Regions from separate parts of the Oryctolagus cuniculus genome. Here region 2 is linked to region 1. Evidence: chromatin contacts called from public Micro-C data. All regions are on one chromosome and are shown on one strand. Each heading gives the region's core, a stretch centred on a gene start, on an enhancer-like site or on the middle of the called end of the contact. The rest is flanking DNA. Distances are from core to core; before and after follow the strand shown. Region 1 has its middle 30 kb from the start of OAF. Region 2 overlaps POU2F3 (POU class 2 homeobox 3).

Region 1 (7,965 bases), core at 3,131-5,630:
GCCTGGGGTACGCAAGGACCCAGGGAATAAGATGCAACCCTCCTCCCCCATTGTCATGCAGGCTGCCCTGGCTGATTACACAGCATGGGGATGACTGGGCAGAGGTCGGGGAGCACACAGGCGTCCTGGGCAAGTCCAGGAGGGCTTTCTGGAGGAGGTGGGGACAAGTTGAGTCTTGAAGAGATGTCCTCAATTCCCATTACATTTTGATGGATTCAGTTTTTTTTTTTTTTTTTAGTTCTCCTTTTCATGTGCTTACAACACATTTGAGCAAATAGCAATTGCCCATTCAGTCATTTTCCTTGAAAAATAGTTAATTATGTGAATAACCTGCCAGGGACCATCAATGAAGAGCAAGGACCTTGTCTGTGCCTGCCTTCCCAGACAAGTGCGTGCCCAGAAGCAGGCAAGCAAGGACCCCATGGAGGCCCCCTGCTCATGCGACCTTCCCTCTCTCCCGGCCCCCTTCTGGTGGCAAGCCCCCATAGGGCTCCAGAAGCCCTCCTCAGTGCTCGGGTTCCAGGCTCCTGCAGGGGGAAGGGGCTGCCGTGGCCTTGCTGGGCCCCTGGGCCCTCTGAGAAGTATGGGCAGGGTGCTTCCTCCCAGGCTACAGGTCCAAGATTTCCTGTTCGCCCAGTAGGTGGAGCCCTGGCAGGGGCCTGGAAGGCAAAGACCCCCCCACCCCCACCCCCCGTAATCAGGCCCCGTGGATGGCCTGGGGGGTCCTTTGGCACTCCCTGTCCCTCTGCCTTCCAGTCTGCCCCCTCCTTCCAGCCTTCTCTCACTCCCCTCCCCCACCCCTCCCCCACCTCACCCCTTCCTCTGCTCCACCACTCTTCTTCCTTCCTTTTCTCCCCCACCCCATCTTCCCTCCTCCTTTTCCTCCTCCTCTTTCTTCCTTTTCTCCTTCGAACTAATTGCTTAAGGGGTGAAGACCAGGTCGACTTGTGAAAACCCTGATCCATCGCCATGGTGATGCTAATTCAAGCTGAGTTCAAAGGAAATTGTTCTAGTTAAAACTAACAAGCTGGAGCCGGGCCCCGGGAAGGGCCAGTGCCAGGAGGAGCGAGCCCCGTGCCCAGAAACACGGCAAAAACAAACTCGGGGGCCGCTCAGGCTCCTGCGCCCTCCTGGCAGCCTTCGGAGGGCCCAAGGGCAGCGGCACCAGGAGCTCCCTGCAGGGTGCCTGTCGGGCAGGCCAGCAAAGTCCTCACACAATCTCCTTGCTCTGTGACTCCGGGGATTAACCAGCCTCTCTACTCTTAAGGTGCCTGCTCCGGCTGGGCAGTGTCCTAGGACTTCACCATGTGCACTCAATCCGCTGAGCTATTATGGGCCCCTTGCGCACCTGCCAGGGTCGAGAGCGCTCCCAAGGGGAGAACTTTCTTAGACGTTAATTTGGGCTCTGCTGGGTCCTGCCACAGTTTAAGGAATGACAGAGTCAGGCTCAGGTAGGGAGGAGATACTTTGACGTGTAAAGGGAGAGGGTTCCAAGACTCCCTCCCCATTCCGAGGGAATGAACAGCCTTCTGTGCTTTGGCCAGAGCCGTCCTCCTGCCTGGGCCCCCGAGGCACCAGGCCGATACTCCCAGCCTGGGCGGCCACACGGGGTCTTTTCCTCCCTGACGGATGGATGATGGCTTCGTGGTCCACAGCACAGGACTTGGTCGAGAGGGGACCTGTCTCCCTGTTAGTTCCAAGTCCAGAATGGGGACTGTAGACCTTGGGCGATGGAAGATTTGAGGTTCCCCGGGGCCGAGAGAACCCAAGGGGCTCTGGTCCGGGAGCTCAGTCTCCTTGACACCCACCAGGGAGCAGCAAGGGGGAGAATGTCTTGGAAGACTGCCTGGTTCCAGTCCATGGGCGGAAGCCATTAAGATCAGGGAACCTTGATCTTCAGCCTCTTCCTCTTCTCCACCTGTGACCTGCTGTGAGCCTTCACGCCCTTGTTCCATCCCTGGGATTTCATTGTTGTTGCTTTCATTTTTATTTGTATTGTTTACTTGAGAGGCAAAGAGGGAGGGAGAGAGAGGGAGAGAGAGAGATAGCGCACAAGGGAGCTCTCATCTGCTGTTTCAGTCCCCAAATGCCCATGATGGACCCCAGCTGGGGTGGGATGGCCAGGAGGAGCTGGGAACCCCATCCAGGCGGCAGGAACGCAACCTTGGAGCCATCACAGCTGCCTCCTAGGGTCTGCATTAGCAGGATGCTGGAGCCAGGACCTGGAGCAGGCATCAACCCCAGGCACGGGTCACTGGCATCTTAACTGGCAGGCCAGAGGCCCGCCCCTCGCTTCTGGTCCTGAAGCACCAAGTGGTCCTTCGAGGCACTTAAGGAGGAACTAGCATAGCAGCGGAGGAAATTCCTTGAAGGCCAAGAGAGTCCGGCTCCGCTCAGTCCAGGGAACACGGGAGCTCCTCACATTTGCATGAGTGAGTAAGAAGGCAGGGGCTGCCCTCGCGCAGGGAGCCCAAGGTGCTCCCAGACCTTGGGAAGTCCGCCCACCCTTTGCCCTGGGATTCTTCAAGTGCAGCAGAGGGTGCTTGGTGCTGAGCCAGCGTGGCAAGAGTCGAGTCCGGAAGCTGGGGACGCACGCCAGCATCCTCGCCAGCATCTCCCTCCCTCCTGGGTGGGGGCCTGTGGTGGGGAATGGAGGCCTGTGCCTGGCCTGGGTCCCATACACACTCTCTGGGACCCCCTGTTCCGTGCCCCCCAGCTGTCCAGAAGAGAGAGTTGAGACTGGAGCACGTAGGTAAAACCCAGCCGGGAGGAAGGAAGTGACTCAGCCCCCCAGGCCAGGGAAGGCCCAGGGCCAGCCTCCCACTCCCAGGACAGCTTGCGCTGGGCTTTGTACTCAGCCCAGGGCCTTTCATCCCAGCATCTCAAAGCCCCTTTCAAGCTGCAAGCAGCCCTGGGAGTTGGGTCATTACCGCAATTACCAGGAGAAAGCTGGGGCCCGAGCCAGGTGCAGGCAACTTTTCCCTGGAGCAGGCTCCGTGTCCAGCACCCGGGAGCCCCAGTATCTCCCAAGCCCAGGCGTCTGCCCCCAGCTCACAGGTGGCTGCAGAGCCAGCAGGAGCCCACCACACCACGCAGGGGACATCAAGGTCCTGCCCGAGGCCCCAGGGGGTGTATTTGAAGGGCTGGCATTTCCCAGAGGGCACTGGGGGGGTCCCCCTCACTGTGATGGCCGCTGGGGAACCTGTATGGTGTGCATTGCCAAGGCGAGTGGACTCGCAGAGTGAGTAAACAGATTCTAGTCTGGGACTAGGCTCAGCCAGCTTGGGGGGCAGCTTCACTGGGATTGGGGCCCAGGCTAGGCTCAGCCAACTTGGGGAACATCTTCATTGGGACTGGGGCCAGGCTTTGAGGACCCCGAGCTGTAGAGCTGTTTTGGCAGCTGGCTAATCAGCTGTCTGCTGTCAGGATGTTCATCTGTAGCCGTCAGCCAATGGGAGATGGGGCTTTGTGTCTCCAGCCCGAGGCGCAGGGATCAATCACAGTTCTAAAGCCTGGCTCCAGGCCTGGCTGGGCCACCTTAAGCACTGGCTTTCACCTCTCTGAAGGGCAGTTGCCTTCAAGGCTCCTTGGCTCAGCATCCAACTGTAGAAGACTGCATCTCTGCTCATCCCGCAGGGGAGCCGTAGGACCTGTCTCCGCTTCCCTTGGGGACAGAGCACCAGGCTGCTTGGGTCACACAGCCAGGAGCAGACCTAGGCCCGCCCAGAATCCTTTCCTGACCTGCCCGGATGGGATTAGGCAGCATCCCCACTTGCTGAGTCAGAGTGGAGAGGGAGATGGAGCCCGTGGCTCTGGGCAGGCGGGAGTGAGAGAGGGGGCGGAGGCTGAGGTGTCGTGGGGAAGTCGGGGGCAGAGGAACACCCTGGAGGTTGCACAAGGAAGGGTGGGGCTGGAGGAGGGCCCTCTTGAGGCACCTGTAGAGGCGAGGGGCTGGAGACTTCCGCCCCCGAGGTGACAGGGCAGGCTGCGGGGATCAAAGCTGCCCAGGCACCATCCCCCGGAGCAGGGGAGCGGCGCTGGGCTTCTCACACAGGCCTGGCTTCACGTAGCTGCCTTGTTTCCCTCCCACCGGCCCACCACCCCCGCGCGTGTCTGAAGAGGCCCGTTCCACCCCACTGTCCCGTCCACGCCTCCAGCTTGGGTTTCTGACTCAGCCCACCGGATTGATGTCTGGGGCGCCTGTGGCTGCAGGCTGCCCATCTCATCAATGCCAAGCTTCTCTCGCCGGCCCCCTGTGGCTTCCCCACCTCCCCCACCCCCACCTCCGTCTCCCTCTGCCCTCGAGTGTGGCTCTGGACTCTGCCACGCGTATCTCAATATGGACTCTTGCTTTGCCCTTGCCCTTGGCCTTGGCACAGGTCAGCAAAGTGCCCGCAGTGGGCCTGGCCTTTCCCCATCCTGGGCTTTTGCAAATCTCGGGGCCAGGTTGATCCCTGTGGGCCCCTCAGTGAGCCCTGCTAAGTGTGAGCTTCCTGCTCTTGGTGCTGTTTCTGCAGCTGCTGTCACCAGGCCAGGTTCCGGCCAGAAGGCCCAGGTCTGTCCCAGGCTTGCCCATCCATGCGTGGCTGGCTTCGGCTCTGGCCCGGGAGCCGGGGTGGGAGACCAGGCCGTGTGGCTGAATCTGGACAGCCTGGAGGACACAGCAGCGTGGCGATGGCTGCAGAGGATTCTCGAGAGGGAGGGGCAGCTGGGCCTGGTATCAAAGTCGTAAGGAGAAAAGAATGTGAACTCTCTCTGGGGTTTGTGAGTTCTGAGAATGGTTTCTTCAAGATGACCCCTGAGCTCATTGTCTGAGGCTGTCCCACATGTTGCCCTTGGGGCCTCGACTCCCCCCACCCCCAGTCCCCAACTCCCCCTCAAATTCCCAGATCCCCTCTGTCCTCCAGGCTCGGGCTCAACATCTTCCTTGAGCAGTTTGAGGTCTCTGAGTGGGCGTTGATTCCCTCACTTTGCAGATGAAAAAGTAGAGATGTAAAGAGATGCACAGGGCCCCCTCCCCCGCCCCCACTCCACTGCCTGTGCTGCTTCCACTCCAACCTCCTGCCCACGTGCCTGATGCGCTTGGTGTGCATGGTGTGCCTGGTGTGCCTGTGTGCCTGGTGTGCCTGTGTGCCTGGTATACATGGTATGCCTGTGTGCCTGGTATACCTGTGTGCTTGGCGTACCTGTGTTCATGGTGTACCTCTGTGCATGGTGTACCTGTGTGCCTGTGTGCATGGTGTGTGGCTTATTGCCCCTTCCTTCCTCCTTCCCTCCCTCCCTCCCTCCCTCCCTCCCTTCTTCCCTCCTTCCTTCCTTCCTTCCCTCCCTTGTCACCTGGCCCAGATGGCTAGTGCGCATCACCCTTTCTTTCCAGGTCTTAGTGGGTCGGCAATGCTGCAGCTTCAGGACCTGAGTTTCTAGCTCCATCTGGGGAAGGGGAACGTGGTTTTCCAATTCTCACTTGGCACGGTAGTGGGCTTGGCACCAAAACGACTTCCAGGTAAAAGTGTGAAAACGTGGTAAAAGGTAGTGTGGAAAGTAGGGGCTGACACCAATGACATGGCCTGGGGTAGTTTGCAGCCTTGCGTCCTTAGCCACACAGTGTGGACAGCGATGCTACAGACCTCCTGGGAGCTGGAAGGGAAGACAAAATGTGCATGGACATGCATGCGGCCCGGGAAGGGTCAACCCATCCCTCAGCGTCGACTGGGGGATAGCTCTGTTAGGATGCATTCCCCCTGGCACTCGGGTGGCACACTGTGAGGACAGTACACTCTCCCTGCCTCTGCCCCAGACCAGGAACTCCCCAGCCTCTCTCGGGGCAATTCTTACCATGGCAGAATGAACTACCTGGTGGCCACCCTCCCTCCACCAGGGGGCTGTTAGGAACCAGTCCAAGTGGAATTAGTCACTCCTGATGCTGAAAACACTCAACAGTGACCCTGGAGACGCCTGCAACGTAAGCCAAGCTCAGGAGGGGTGATACTCCTGGGGCGAGTAGGTGCTGGGGTGATTGTTTTATAAGGGGCAGGGTCAAGACTAGCTAAGGGGAGACACAGGCTTTCCTCGTTCACGGCCAGACTGTTGGCGCTGAGAAAAACCTGAGCGTTCCTCACAGATGGGGAGACGCTTGATTCGAGGCCCACGGGGACAGTGTTGTCACCACGCAGTGGGGCACTGCAGGCATCAGAGGTTGCTCTCCTGAGCCAGCAGCTGGGCCACGGCGGGTCCCCAGGACCACCTGGCCAAACTGTGCGCTATAAATAAGGGACTTTCTGTGGAAGGGTCGGGAGGGACACTGGCCCAGGAAATTGGAAAGAGGAGACTGAGGAAAGGGATGGGGCGGCTGGGGAGAGACAAAGATGTCTGGAGGCAAATGGGTCGGAATGGTGTCTCAAGGCCAGTGTCAGGTGGCCGCTCTTTGCTGGCACTGGAACTTCACAAGCCAGCTGCCTGCAGTGCTGTGTGCCAGTTCTTGGTCCTTGGGGGGATGAGCCAATGAGCCTGCACATCCATACTCTGCCTCTATCTTGGACCTGGGACACACTCTAAGAATTGGTACTCAGAGAAGGACGGCATTCTGCCCCATTTTCTTGCTGGGAGTTTCACTGAGATGAGATGGAGGTGCACTGGATCCCAGTGGTGGCCACATGGAGTCACCATGGTCACGGCAGCAGGGTCGGGACCCAGGGCTCAGCACTGGTGGACATGATTACCCCACCTGAGTGTGCGAGGCTGAGTTGTCTGAGGGCTGTTCCCAGGTTGGCAAGGAGCACCTTTGGGTGGCCCAAGTGGCGACAGATACTCAGGGTCCTGACAGCCTGGCTGTAGACACTTGGGTTGGAAAATGACCCAATAGGTCATTACATGCTCCTGTCTCAGGCAGGACTAGTAGCTTAGAATCTATGGCTGTCTTACTCTACCCTATGTCTCCAGGAATCAGTATCTGTGTATTCCTCTACTTCATCCATCTGTCCATCCATCCACCCATCCATCCATCCATCCATCCTTCCACCCACCTACCAACCCATCCATCCATCCATCCACCCACCCATCCATCCATCCATCCGTCCGTCCATCCACCCACTCACCCACCCACCCACCCATCCATCCATCCTTTACTGAAAGATGTGCAAGAACTCATGGTATATATAGTCTCCTTAGGGATTCCAATGCCTAACCAGCAAGAATAGATTCTAATGTCTAATCCCATGTAGCATCTAATGTCTGATTTAGGGTCTTTTCCTAAAGAGAGATGAAGGTAAAACGGAGCCATTCAGACATCTACGAATTCTCCCCACAAACATGCTTGAGCGTGTGGTCTGTTCCAGGTGAATGGGAAGATGCCCCTCTATCTTGGACACACTGTTTGACTCCCAACCTCACTAGGTACCGTCTAAGAGTGGGAGATGAACCAGCACCAGAAACTAGGGCCAGAAGAGCTGATAGGTAACCACACTTGGACAAAGCAGAGCTCCTGCAACTCTTTCCATTTAAGGATCTCAAGGGGGCAGGCATGTGTTGGGGGTTTTACCCCAACTGGCATAAGATGGCCCCCAAATTCCTGGTTTTGTGCGTGACACTTTTCCCAAAGGAGCAGGTAAGCAGGAAAAGGCCTCTTGCTCCCCCTCCCCCCGAACCTTCTCCTGGACTCCCACTCCCTTCTGCTGGCTTCCTCACCTTCTGGAAGCCCAGTGGGAGGGGGTAGGCTGAGGAGGGGGCAGGGCTACCCTTGAACTCTCAGCTTCTCTTGATTCATCAAAGTGGGGGTGAGCTGGTTGCTGGGACGAGTCGGGGCGGAGAAGAGAGGGAGAGTATGCTTCAGGCTGGGAAAGATCCAGAACCCTCATTAATGTCTGACACCTCCAATAAAAGCTGCATATTCCCCAAAAGCGATTTTTGAAAATCCTAAACTCTTTGAAGCATGGTGTTTAACTGCCACTCCTTCCATGCACTTAATAG
Region 2 (7,965 bases), core at 2,750-5,249, 130 kb before region 1:
CTGGCTCCCAAAGGGCTTTCTCGCTCACAGCGCTGACAGTTGCACCTCCACTTGCCTGTCTGCTCTGACTTATCTCTTGGTGGGTTCTAGACACAAGAACGGGAAGAAAGGAGTGTCCCGTGTTGACTCCCTATAACCTCAGCACAGACAGGTCCCTGGGTCACAGAATCCTCTCTAGGGCCCCGTGCGTCCTGTGTGTCCCTGTGCGTCCCATGGGTGCCTACCTGCATCGTTCAGCCACTTCTCCAGCAGTGGCTTGAGCTTGCACATGTTCTTGAAGCTCAGATTGAGGGCCTCAAAGCGCGAGATGGTCGTCTGGCTGAAGTCATTGCCATACAGCTTTCCCATGGCCAGCCCCACGTCTCCCTGTGCGTGGGGACGGAGAGGCAGGAGCATGAGACACAGGCTCCCCTCCTCTGCCCCGGCCCCTCACCTGTCATTCACAACACACCCAGAATCTTCAGGTACCTGCCCATCGCCCTTTCTCCCTTGTGGGTGGAGTGCTGGTTCATCGTATCCCCGGACTCTCAGGGGGCCAGATCCTCCTTGCCTGGCTCCCATTCCTCTCCCCTCCACCAGCAACTTCCTCACTTCCCCTCCTAATCCCAAGTACGCCTCAGAGACACGAGGGGCTTGTCCCAAACCCATGGAGCCATGGCTTGCTCTTGACACCTGCCCTTGGGAGGCACTGCCTCCTCTCGCTCACCCAGCTCACTGCCCTCCATCTCCTTCCCCCCAAAAGCCAAACCTGTGTGAAGCCCAGCTTAATGCGCCTTTGCTTGAAGGTCTTGGCGAACCTCTCCAGCTCCTCCAGGTCACTGGGCTCGTCGGGCCCCGCAGAGGTGGGCAGGTGCTTGGGCACTGGGAGATGCTGGGAGGCTTCCAGGTGGGGTTCTAAGGAGGAGCCTGGCAGCCCGGGGCGCCCAACGGCCTGGTAGGGGAGACAAGCCGAGCAGATCCGCAGGGATTCAGCAATGGGTCAACAGCACTGTGGGGCAGTCCTCACTAACGGGCCACTCAGGATGGCGGAGCCCTGGGCCACTGGAGGCCGACTGCTCAGTGGCGTGCGAGTGGAAACTGGGTTTCTGTGGGCCATGTGGGGCAGAAACAGCAGGGGTGCCAGGCGGGAGGTGGCCTGGCTGGGTTTTAGTCTGGCACTCGCCAGGTTACTTCCTCCTTTCAGTTTCCCTCCCTAAAAGGCGCTAACAGGGTTGTTGACAAAGATTTCAGTAACAAATCTCAGAGTGGGGCGGGGAGAACACTGTCTGCCTCGCCGGTCCTTTTCCATGGAGCGTGGAAGCCTGAGGTGGCCATCAGGCCCCAACTGGAGGTGACGAGAAAGTGAGGGAACCCCCGTGGAGTTCCGCTGGCCTCTGAGTGCCAGGTTGGTTACCTGACTCCCAGCACCACTGCTGCCCTTCATGGGACTTCCTGCTCTTCATCAAGGGCATCTTCATTAGTCCCATCTACACGCACCTTGCTCTCCATTGTGGTTGCCTGGAGACAGTCTTTCTTTAGCTTATTTGCACAAGAACTTGTGCCCTTAACCCTAGAAGCTTGCAGTACCCATTTGGGGGTGAGGAGTGAAGGCATCTATCATTGCATTGGTGATGGAGTGGAATCCAGGCCTTGGGGGCCAGGCCCTGGGGCCAGGGCCGAGGTCACTGCCCACGTGGGGAACGGGAGCGAACTCCAGCTTCCCCCTCCTTCCCAGGCTGCTCTTCCGCTGGAGGGGAGTTAACTGCTGTCTCCCGAGACGTTCAGGCTTGCCATGTAGATGGGCGTCCTTATGATGAAGAAGGTAGGATGAGGGAGACGGTGTGGGCGCTCTTCCCTTTGAGAACAGAATGGTTTCAAAGCACCACAGATTCTCTCCTGTCTGGGGAGGAGAGGGTGGCATAGACCAGACCCTCAGGACGAAGCCGGGCTTCCTTGAACCCGCCTCTCCACTTGCCTCTTTCCTTTGACAGATACTCACTGAGGTCTCTGCTAGACCTCCTCCCCCTGCCTTCACACGCAGTCTGTTGTCAAATGGCACCAGTGTGACTTTCCTCGCTCACCCCCTCTTTTATTGCCCTCCCCCATGACCATCTCAGTCTTCTAAACAGCCTCGTGGCCCCAGTGTCGCCATGCTTGGATATTCTAAGACATGAGAGCTGATCTTGAACACTCTCTAGGGTCTCTTGCGGCTCTAAGTCTGTGATTCTGAGGTTGGGGGCAGAGCGGTGTGCCACTTTCTTCCAACCACGAGGTGGCGCCATCGCCCTGCCAGGTGTCTTCTGCGGGCTGGAAGGCCAGGGCTCTCACTGAGCTGCGGGATCTTGGCCTGGGGCTCGGGCGCTCTGATCACTGCAGTCGTCCCCGACCATCCCGGGCATCCATGTGGGCAGTGCCATCTGTGGAGCCGAGCAACGTTTCTCGTTGCACAGGGGCCCCTGGACGCAGAAGGGAGGGGCGGCTAAGCTGTCGGGCAGCTGTGCAGACCACACACGTGTCACGGTGCCTGGGGCCTTGACGTTGCTTCCAGAAGGAATTCAGGAGTGAGTGGGAGAAGAGTGAACAGCACACACACTCCCCAGAGTGGGGCACACTTGGCGGGGAGTGGCCCTGGCTCTGAGCTGTGTTTAACATTCTATGGGTCCTTTAATGAAAGGGCAGGTACATTCTAATTAATAACGGGGAGGAATGTTCATGTTTCTTTCTGGGAAGTAGGTGGAGAGTTCCCGGAATCCAGCCGCCACCCCTTTTCACTCCTTACATGGTCTGGTGTGTCCTGCTGCGGTGGCTGGTGGGTGTGTCCTCTAGCAACGCTTAGGTACTACATTGAGCACAGAATGAGCTGTTGGTTACTCTGGGTCAGCCATGGCCCCCTAAACTGGCATGAGCCTGGTCCACACAGGAGATCTGCTTATTTTCTGAGCAAGGGGAACCAAACCCATATCCTGGGGGGATCTTGAGATAAGAGGGACTGCTGTCTTCTTTGGCCTCCCTGGAATGGAGACCCCGGGGGGGGGGGGGGAGACACTGTGTGTGCTGTCTGAGACATGGTGCCTGTGGTGATCAGGCCCTCCGGGGCTTGAGAGCATCTATGGGAAGCTGGGAAGCTGGCCGAGCCCTGGTTCCCGAGGGGAGAGGCTTGGGTCTGCTGGGGACGGGAGCTGAGAGCCTGCAAGTTGGACTGTCTGGGCTCCCATTTACCCCACTTGTCACTTGGATCCCCCTCTCATGTGCCAAAGGGACGATTCCTTGCCATTACCTCTTCCCAGAGGGGCTAGAGCCCTGGAAAAACCAGGGAGCTTAACTGTACCCAGAGCAGGGACAGTGCTAGAGGCCTGGGCCGTGGAGGTAGGGGTGCGGCTGTTTACCTGGGATGCAAGGCCAGGCCCAGTCTGCTGCGGGAGGAGGAGGCTCCCTTGTTGCTGTGGAAAGGGGAGAAGATTTGGCTGCAGACCTGCATGAAAGAGGAGGGACAAAGGGACAGTGAATAAAATCCAGGCCTGAGAAAGATCCGCTCAGCTACTCTGGCATCGCGATAACAGCACCCCCCCGCCCCGCCCCATCCCAGCCCTGCAGAGAGGCCCCCTCGGGCATAGCCTGGCATTGCCACACACAGGTGGAGTCAAACAGACGCAGGGATAAACAGACATGTAAACAACCATTCCCAAACCAGTCCTGCTGCTTGCCCGTGGCCTGGAGAGGCACAAAGGCTGGGGAGGGTCAAGTCTGCTGGGCATCTGATGAGGAGGGCTGCAGCGACTCCTGGACAGAGGGGAAAGGAGGGGTTCCGGTGCTCCTGCAGGGGACACGGCTACAGAGGCCCAGCTGAGTTTGCAAGGACATCAGGCCGAGCAGGTGGGGCCGCACAGCCCCACAGACCAGAGAGGACATTTTATTCCTGTGGGCAAAGAACTGAGGGAGAGGGGGTGACCAGGACTGGGCGGGGCACACTACACCTGCTGCTGCACTACTTGGGCACCGGCTCCTTCCCTCCCCAGGAAAACCGTCCACGAAGGGCTCGGCCTGTTTGGTGGCCATGACAGGTGGCCTCCCCTTTCAGAAGGCCTCAGCCAGGACCTCACTCTCACAGCAAGAGCGGGGCCAGCTGAATATCAAGGCAGACGGTATGGCAAGACACCCCAGCCACTCAGCACAGAGAAGCCCCTGGGAGTCTCTGTGGCCCCCAGGCTGTTTGGGTCACTGACGTAAAGCACCGGTTGATGGTAACCTTTGTGCCCTTCAGGCTCCAAAAGTCAGAGCTTGATTGGTTTTCATTATAATAAACAGGCAAGGGACTGGCTTTATGGCACAGTGGGTAAAGCTACTGCCAGCAGTGTCAGCATCCCATGTGGGTGCTGGTTCGAGTCCCAGCTGTTCTACTACTCATCCAGCTCCCTGCTAATGTGTCTGGGAAAGCAGAGGAAGATGGCCCGGGTACGTGGGCCTCTGCACCCATGTGGAGACCTGGAAGAAGCTCCTGGTTCCTGGCTTTGGTCTGGCCTAGCCCTGGCCATTGTAGCCATTTGGGGAGTGAACCAGCAGATAAATGACTTCTTTCTCTCTCTTTCTGTAACTTTGTCTTTCAAATGAATAAAATAAATCTTTAAAAATAAAATAAAATAACCAGGCAGGGATAGGCATTGTGGCACAGTGAGTTAAGCCTACAGTGAGAGGCCAGCCACCCTGTATCACAGCGCAGCCTCAAGTCCTGGCTGCTCTGCTTCTGATCCAACTTCCTGCTGATGCACCCACTAATGATGGCCTGAGTACTAGGGTCCCTGCCACTAATGTGAGTGAGCTGGTGAATTTCCAGCTCTAGCTGTTACAGCCATCTGGGGAGTGAACCAGCAGATGGAAGATCTCTCGCGCTCTCTCTCTCTGCCTCCATCCCACTCTGTAACTCTGCGTTTCAAATAAAATAAATAAATCTTTAAAAAAAAGATTTATTTACTAATTTATTCAAAAGGCAGAGTTACAGAAAGAAGGAGAGACAGATAGAGAGAATCTTCCATCCAGTGGTTCACTCTGCAAACGGTCGCAATAGGCAGAGCTGGGCCAGACCAAAGCCAGGAGCCAGGAGCTCCTCTTCTAGGTCTCCCAACGTGGGTGCAGGGACCCAAGCACTTGGGCCATCTTTCGCTGCTTTCCCAGGTGCATTAACAGGGAGCTGATCAGAAGTGGAGCAGCCGGGACTCAAATGGACACCCCTATTGGATGCCAGTGTCATGGGTGGCAGCTTTGGCGGCTTTACTGGCTATGCCACAGTGCCAGCCTCATAAATAAATATTAAAAATACAATAAAAAATATGCAAGAAAGCTCCCAGAAGGAACTTGGAATCCAGAGGCTTGAGAACTAAGAGCAATTCTAATATTTATATTGCATTTTGAAATGGACTAATCCTTTTTACGTGCATTACTTCAAGTAACACTGAATAATTTTACAAGGTAGAGTTTTATGATTACCCATTTTTATAGAAGAAGACCAGAGAGATTAGAAAAGTTTCCCAAGGACATACAGCTAGAAAGTGATTTTTTTTTTTTTAGCCCCTGAGTTTTTCTGATTCCATTTCTCCCCACTGTGTCCCACTGAGTGTCAGCTGCCACTGGTACAATCCCAGGGCAAAGATACAATCAAGGGATTTCCTCCAGCACCAGCCAACAGGTCCTGGCCCCGCTGCCGACTCCAGATTTTGAACTTCCCTTTCTTCACCCCTTGTGTCCGACACGACCTCACTGGTTACGCGGCTAGGCCATTTTCACACCATTCTCCAGCCTTCTGAAAACAAACTGTGCGGACTGCTACCTTCCCTTTCTTCATCCAGGGCGTGCGGCATGTTGTTCAGCCAAAGCAAATCTTAGAGATCGGAGGATGCCCTCATGCTGCTAGTCTGAGCGTCCTGGAGACTAAGGTGAGGGACTGTGTGCCAGCAAGGGCAGGGAGGGGGGCTAGGCCCGCTCGGCCTGGACTCTGGATTCCCCAAGCCTCCACTTGGGATCTGTAGCACACAGGGCTTGATGCCTCCTCCTTCTCTCTTGGCCCTAGTTGGCAGGGATGGGAGTGGGAGAGGCATCTAGGATGCTGGCCAAGAGTATAGCATCATTCAGAATAGTCTGGAACTTTTTTTTTTTTTTTAGAGATTCCTTTATTTATTAAAGAGAGAAAGTTGCAGAGGGGGAGGAGGAAGCTCCTATCCGCTGGTTCCCTTCCCCCATGGCCACAACAGCCAGGGCTGGTTCAGGCTGAAGCCAGGAGCCCAGAACTCTGTGTCTCCCACGTAGGTGGCAGGGGCTCAAGCACTTAGGCCATGCCCAGCTGCCTCCCCCGGCACATTAGCAGGGAGCTGGATCGGAAGTTGGAGCAGCTGGGACTTGAACTGATGCTCTGATGTGGGATTCTGGCATTGCAGGTGGCGGCTTAGCTTGCCGTGCCGCAATGCTGGCCTGGTGCTTCCAGGCCACTAGAGGCATCCTACTCATATGAGTACCTACCGTACAGAGTTATCATGAAGAGGAAGTCGAAAGCCACTCAGCAGAGCTCCTGGCTCATGAAGCCTGAGAAATGTTACCTCCTGTTAGGAATGGTTGACTCTGCTTGCTCCTGGCCAGGGCGTCCCTTCCCAGCAACAGAAAACTTGCAACTCTCTCTGCAGCCTGTAGGTGGCACTGCTGCTCTAACGCAACAGAATCCCAGGCAGGCTTCCAGGAAGACAAGGTTTGAGTGGGGAGCAGGAGAGGGACTTGTCCGTACCACATGTCCCAGGGGCTTCTGCTTCCTTGTCCTGCCCACCACCACTCCGTCTCAACTCTGTGAGATGGGGCAGGTGGGGCAACTGAGCAGGAGCCTTCACACCAGAGAAGTGGGAGACTCTCCCTGCCCCGCTCTCTGCTCACCCAGCGAGCAGCAGCAACAGCCCTTCACTGGCCCTGGGTTCCATGGACCTGCCAGGCTCCTTACCTTGCTGCCCAGGCTGGGTCTGAGAGAGCAGGAACTGGGACACGGACTGCAGGTGGCCGGGAACCAGCACGAGCTGCTGGAGCGGGTGGAGGGAAGCCATATCCTGCACATGGGGAGACGGGTACACGTCACACAGTTTATAAGCTGGGGACACTGCTGCACCTGCCCGCCACCCATCTGTCCCGTGGGTCTCCGGGCTGGGAGAGCCTGCGCAGGGTCCCTAGTGCCTCTAGTAGCTACTCCATTAGCTCTGCTGTCCTTACAGCTCCGCCTCAGCCCAGAGGTCGTTGCAACATACTGTTACTTAACTCTGGCTGCACAAGTTAATTGGAGCGTGCCAGTCCTGTCTCCCATCTAGACTGTAAATGCCCTGAGGGCCGAGACTGGCTATTACCCATGGCTCAAAAGTTTATCCTAGAAATGGCTGGCACTCTCAATTGTCCTCTAAAAAAAAAAATCACATGCCACTTGTTGGTGCTAAAAGCCACGCTTTGGCCACTTCCCATGCCTGAATCTTTTCCTGGAGGGTACTGGGGTGGGAGTTATGGGGCAGGGCAAGCTGTCAGTCCTTCATCCAGCCAGGCTGATGAAACAGAAAGCCCGTTTCCTCTGTGTTTCTCCCTCTAGCTCAGGTCATGGGAATATCACGAATAGTGACCCCCATACGTGGGTGGGGGCGGGGGGTCATCTGCCATGCAGACCCCAGGGCTTAGTTCTGTGTCCAGGGAGATGATGTGGGAACTCCTGCTGGGGGAGGAGGGGCAGGAACAGGCCCGGGGGAAGCACTTGGAATAGGAGGGGCTCTTGCTTCTGCAGTGTGGCTGCTGGGAGGGGGCCACACACTGGAGTGCTGGAGTGGAGGCTTTGCTGTCACTGTGTCAGCAGGCTGCCATCTCCCCCGCTGCTCAGGCTTCCACGTGCAGCCCTGGGGGGAGGGGTGGGAGGCAGAGCAGGCCCACTGGGAACTCCATCAAGGATTCTCCTGGAATGTGGCTGGCAGACACCTGCTGCCC

The links. Hi-C and Micro-C count contacts between places; a contact is called where the count stands out from the background.
Region 2: a Micro-C map of ear pinna shows a contact between it and region 1, with 4 times the contacts expected there. The contact joins two enhancer-like sites. A contact is called at or near these places in 4 of 6 Hi-C or Micro-C datasets (ear pinna, embryonic fibroblasts, skin fibroblasts and 1 more).

Annotation. Positions count from the first base shown.
Region 1 is chr1:112,652,611-112,660,575 of mOryCun1.1, reverse strand. No RefSeq gene overlaps it. Among named protein-coding and RNA genes, the nearest start is that of OAF, 30 kb to the left of the region's middle. Within about 2 kb of position 4,380, at least 3 of the 8 cell types and tissues checked have an H3K27ac peak or open chromatin away from gene starts, as enhancers often do. A contact at or near this core is called in ear pinna, where this site is marked.
Region 2 is chr1:112,781,890-112,789,854 of mOryCun1.1, reverse strand. It overlaps POU2F3 (POU class 2 homeobox 3), which reads right to left. Exons shown (of 13, transcript XM_008260641.4): 5 at 6,953-7,055; 6 at 3,366-3,451; 7 at 749-931; 8 at 225-366. Among named protein-coding and RNA genes, the nearest start is that of TLCD5, 25 kb to the left of the region's middle. Within about 2 kb of position 3,999, at least 1 of the 8 cell types and tissues checked has an H3K27ac peak or open chromatin away from gene starts, as enhancers often do. A contact at or near this core is called in ear pinna, where this site is marked.